Linked DNA regions of Rattus norvegicus: region 1 is linked to region 2. The links are chromatin contacts, called in public Hi-C maps. All regions are on one chromosome and are shown on one strand. Each heading gives the region's core, a stretch centred on a gene start, on an enhancer-like site or on the middle of the called end of the contact. The rest is flanking DNA. Distances are from core to core; before and after follow the strand shown. Region 1 holds the start of Wdr70 (WD repeat domain 70). Region 2 holds the start of Gdnf (glial cell derived neurotrophic factor).

Evidence for each region. A called contact is a pair of places that touch in the nucleus more often than the background predicts.
Region 1: a Hi-C map of Schwann cells shows a contact between it and region 2, with 5 times the contacts expected there. The contact joins the promoter of Wdr70 here to the promoter of Gdnf in region 2. A contact is called at or near these places in 3 of 12 Hi-C or Micro-C datasets (the Rat2 cell line, Schwann cells and mammary epithelial cells).

The regions. Positions count from the first base shown.
Region 1 is chr2:58,917,151-58,919,850 of GRCr8, reverse strand. It overlaps Wdr70 (WD repeat domain 70), which reads left to right and starts at 1,392. Exons shown (of 18, transcript NM_001013909.1): 1 at 1,392-1,428; 2 at 1,517-1,582. The coding sequence starts at 1,404.
Region 2 is chr2:58,619,893-58,622,592 of GRCr8, reverse strand. It overlaps Gdnf (glial cell derived neurotrophic factor), which reads right to left and starts at 1,266. Exons shown (of 3, transcript NM_019139.2): 1 at 218-1,266. The coding sequence starts at 278.

The DNA.
Region 1 (2,700 bases), core at 143-2,642, 300 kb before region 2:
CACATGTTAGGTGGGCCTTATTTACTTGGGAGCCTACAAAGTTCTACAGATGCTTACAAAAGCAAAAGCAAGGGACATTTAATCCGATAATTGGAGGAAGGTGGTAGGATCAAGGACTTGGTAAAGAGTTAGAGATTTCAGGACTCTGTGTCCTGAGGTCACTCACTGCACTGTATGGTTAGTGAAAATGATGAGATCAGAATAGAAAAGTTTTGGAAGTCATGCTAACATTTTGTTAAATTTGTACTTTTTTCTTTTGCCTTGCCTATGCTAAGCAACCACAGAGTTACAGCTTCATTTTATTAATAAATTTGTCTTTTACTCTAAGGACAATGGAAGCATTAGACCATCGTTATCATTTAAGATATACATATAAATGAACCATAGACGGAGACAGGAGTCTACTATTGGGACTCGGGGTTAACGTTATCAAAGAATTTTCATTCTTGAGTGGACAAGAAGGCTCAGTAGGAAAAGGTATTTTCTTCTAAGCTTGTGACCTGAGCTCCACCTCCAGAACCCACGTGGTAGAAGAATAGATCCGCAGGGCGTTCTCTGATCTCCACGTGCACACTTTCACATGCTTATACTACTTCCGTGATAAATAAGTACATGTGAAAATACTGGCTTGGTAACACACATCTTTAAAAGCAGCACTTGGGAGACAGAGGCAGATGTGTCTATGAGTTCCAGGCCACTTATGGGTTACATAGTGAGAGACTCTGACAAAAATCAATAATCAATCAATCAATCATTCAACCAAGTCTTTCTTTTAGACTTTAAAAATATAATAAATGACGTGCCATTAATTTATAGTATAGATTAGGAATCGAGTTGTACAGAAATCAAAATAAATTGGAAACACAGTCGTTATGTAGCACTAGGAACCCTTACTCAGTAAACAAGGCCAGCCTAGTCTGTGAAGTCTGTGACTGAGAGCAAGCGCTTTAAACATTCCTCACAACTCTTTTCAGTTTTCTGGCATTTTTCTCGGTGCTTTAGTCATACCTAGATACTGGTTTCTTAATTATACAGGGAAGATGGGCAACTGTGTAAGTTTCATCATGTACGTTAAGTACATTACGAATATAGATAAAAGTAGCAGGCAAATAAGATACCGTTGACTTCTCCTTAGAAATATGCAAAGACTTAGCTTGAGAACGGATCTGAAACAACCAAAAGTTTTTAGAGAACTCCTAAAATCTGCCCCTTCATAGCTTGAATTGGGGTGCGGTCTGGTCAGCGCGTTCCCTCCGCACCGCTAGGGGGCGAAGGTCTGAAAGCCTGCTTTCCCACGGAGCCCGGCCGCTCTTGGCGACGCGGTCTCGGTGACGACACTTCCTGTCAGGCTTGCCGGCAGTCGCGCGCGGCTGCATCTCTAGAGGTTGGGGGTTCGGGCAGCCATGGAGCACTCGGGGCCCAGCGAAGGTGGGTTCGGCGCGGCCAGCCGGGGTGGAAGGCTGGGCAGCCGGAGTGCCGCGCTGACGGGCGGTCTGTCTTTTCTTTCTTGCTACAGTGACAGGCGCTGACACGGCGGGACCCGACCCTCAGCTGGCGGTCACCATGGGCTTCACAGGATTCGGTGAGTGACAGCTCTGGGCAGAGCCCAGCCTAACTTTGCAGAGGGCTTACGAGTGGATGTTAGGGGAGCTGCCACTTTTGAGCGGCGCCTTCCGCCGTGCCAAATCCGAATTGCTTCGTTCCCATTTAAATAGTTGAGGCCAGTTCAGGTGACAGTTGGAAACCTTGACCGAAAGGGATTACTATCGTGATCCAGTTTGAGAAGGACATTTATTGGTGGGCATTAAATAATATTATGGTGCTTATTGAGTTTCTTCCCACTTCAGTGTTAGTGTATTCCCTAGTCATGGCAGGTTATTAGGTGACTGAAAAAAAAATCTCAAAAGACAATCATCTGTTAATATTAGTGCTAGCAAACATCACATGGAAATTGCCCTGTAATTTCTTTTGGGAACGAATGTCCCTCTGATGCATCTAGTTCTCATTCATTCGTTCATTCTTTCATTTATGCATCTACTTACTATCTTCTAGGACTCTAGGTAATGAATGAAGTATTTACTTTTTTAGAATTTCTTTTTTCTTCCTCCTCTTCTTTTTCCTCCTTTTGTTGTTGTTGTTGTTGAGACTTTTTTTTTTTTTTCTTTTGCGTAACAGCCCTGGCTGTCCTGGAACTCACTCTCTAGACCAGGCTGGCATCGAACTCATAGAGATACGTTTGTGTCTACCTCCCAAGTGCCGGAATTAAAGGCCTGAGCCACACCACCTGGTGGATTTTTAAAAGAAATGTATATATAAAGTTAGCTTTCTAAGTGAATGTTGCTTTATGTCTGTGCACCATATGCCTGCAGTACCCATGGAGGCCAGAAGAGGTCACTGGTTCCCATGGAACTGGAGTTACAGTGGTTGGGAGCCTCCTTGTGTGTCCTGGGAATGAAACCCATGCCCTCTGCAAGAGCGACAATGTTCTTAACTTGTGAATCACCTCTCCAGCCCCTCTTTTTCACTTCAGAAAGTTAGGAGAATTACAAAGAAAAAGAAGTCAAAGCTTCAAATTCAATCTGTTTTTCAGATTTCCTGGTGCATATCAAAATTCAGTATCATACTTATAAGTAAACATTGTTCTTTAAGACAGTGCAGATTTTCATGTATTGTATTCTTCCAAAACATGATTTTATTTTT
Region 2 (2,700 bases), core at 17-2,516:
GCACCAGGGGCTCTGTCTGTATATTTTTTGATCACATGGAAAAGGCAACCTACCCTCCGCAAGGCTAGCCTCCCTCCGGTTCAACTTGTCTCCTGAGCTCCCGCTTGCCTTCCTACTTTACACTCAGTCGCCCGCTTGGGGTCCAGCCGCGCCCTTCTGGCTTCAGACCACACAGCCGCCGCCCGCCCGGTCCCCTCCAGCACGTTTCCCCTCTTACCTCGGATCCGGTCTCCGTAGACCCCCAGTTGGACATTAACTCCAAGTGGCCCGAATCCCATCCAGGAGACCCATCCGGACCGCGGGCAGGAGCGCGGGGCCCCGCCCAGGAGGTCGGGAGCAAGAGCACGCAATCCAGGGGTCGCGCCGGGCAGCGAGGACACGCAGGAGGCGGCGGCCACCGTGTCAGCCGCCGCCGCCGCCGCCGCGAGGAGGGCGAAGGCTGCCGACACCTCGCACACCGGCCTCTTGGATCCCAAGAAGACTAAGTCTGAGCAGCTTCCCCTGCCTTGGCTGAGGGGTGGCACGGCTGCGCGCGCGGCGCTCTGGGCTGGAGCAGCACCGGGCCCGGGCGCTGCGGGTGGCTCCGAGGCAGTCGCCTCACTCTGCACCTCCTCGGGGCGCGGTGGCTGCGAGTACGAGGCGGGCCTGTCTGCGGATGCCGAAGTCTTGCCTGGAGATCCGAACGAGACACCACGTCAAACCGCGCCGGCAGTCCCTTGAAGACATGAGGGCGCCAGGAGCGCAGGCTGGTGGTGGAGAGCCCGGGCCAGAGGGCCGGGATTGGGGAGTGGGGGGCGCGGAACCGGGAGGGGGAAGGGAGGGGTCCGGCGGCAACGGCGGCCTGAGTGTGGGGGAGGGACGGAGATCCCGGGAAGAGGCACCGGAGCTGCGGGGGCGCAGTACGGGGTGCGAGTGGGTGACTCCGTGAGCCTCTCCCGGGGGTGCAGGAACCGCCTCGGGGCTCGCGCTTTCTAGCGGGGTAGATCCACAGGAACGCGCGCGGAGCTCGGCTCACAGCAGCCCAAGGGGGCAATCGCAACTTGGTGACGGCGTCCTGCGCTCCGAGGGAGGGCGCTCTGTCTGCTGGAGGCTACCTCGGGGCTTTCCTCGTCCCCTTCGAAGGCTGTCCTTCCTCCTCGAGTGTCGTGCCCTCCCGGTTTTCTGCAGGGCAGAAGGCAGTGGCGAGAAGACAAGCAGCCTGCCGAAGTTTTCCCAGCACCAAGAAGAAGCGCGGAACAGCCAGGAGAGGAGAACAGAGTGTTTGCCAGGGGACGCTGCAAGTGGGATGCATTTATAGAGCTCTCACTGAGTGACGTGCCCGCCAGTGGCTTTTCTGATTCGCTTTCTGACCTAAACACACATTAGTTTAGTCCCCATGCTAGGGCCAACACGGTCTCCAAATATCTGCTGGCTGAAGTCAGAGGCTTTGCATATCATGTATTAGATGGCAAGCAATGAAGAAGGCTTCTGAGGCTGGCCGGCTTCTCAGACTTAGGCTCCATTTCCATGCTGTTGTAACAGAACACCAGACGTGGGGTAGGCACATACATTCAAAATCAACAATTCCAGAGGCGTAAGATCACTTTATCAGGAAGGGGTCAGGGGAGGTAGGACAAAACCTGCCTTTGTTCAGAGTTTTTAAAACGTATTTGGGGAACCTAAGCAAGGACAGGACTGGGGGGCAGTTTCCAGCGGGACTCAGCTTTCCTTCCAGAGCTCTGAAAATGTGAGAGGCCAGACCTTTTCTACATTTCTTCTGTTGGTTAGCTGAACACCAGAAGCCAGGAGCCTTCTTTGTAGAAGACAAGAGGAGGACAAGTCCTTGCACACCCTGCATATGGCTGAACTGTAAATACGATCCATCCACATAGGCGTGGATTTCTTTCTTTCTTTGATAGATGCTAAATAAGGTACGTCTCTGCTAAGGGAAACCTGTTTACAGGAAGCCACCGGATCAGAATTTAGTAGGATCTCCTTAATTTTATTAGTTGGAGACTGTGAAAGCATAAACAGGCTCAATTTACATCTACACCCCTCTTCTTTTATGACTCATCCGGTTGTTGGGGAGTATGTGTTCTGGAAGAAGCTGAGACAATAGAAAGGGGTAAGGTGGGGGGAAGATCACATATTATTACAAGTACCCAGAGTCAAAGATCAGCCACTTGGGAGGCTCGTCAGCGAAGTTGGTGTGGGCGGTGAAATTGTTCTTCCTAACATCACTGTGAATGAGAGATTACACTGAGGGCAAACCAACTCTTCCAAACAACACCTCGCCAGCAAGCAGGATGCTTCTCGATGTCTGCAGAAAGTGATGGGCGCTTCCTTCTTTGATGCATGGTAGCAATGTGCGGGGGCTTAGAAACCAGCTGAGGGGAAAGCTTAATGTACCCATTTCCAGGTCAGCATGATTTTGGAATCCGAAGCTGACTTGAATCAGGGTTGTTGTTTTTTAAAATCATAAATTTGTTTTTCTCATTTTAAGGCTTTTTACTAGAGAGGCCCACAAAAACGCCCGAATTTATTTAGGTCTTGCTGTGTGCTAGACCTTGAGTACTGTGATGACCAGGTGAGGGGCTCCAAGGGACAGATGCCACTGAGTTAACTGTGGAAGGAAGGCTGACCGGAATCTCCACCACTCAGCCACGTGTCACCCAAAAGCCTTCCGGAAAGGCCACTCAGCCAGGCCTCACGAAAACTGGA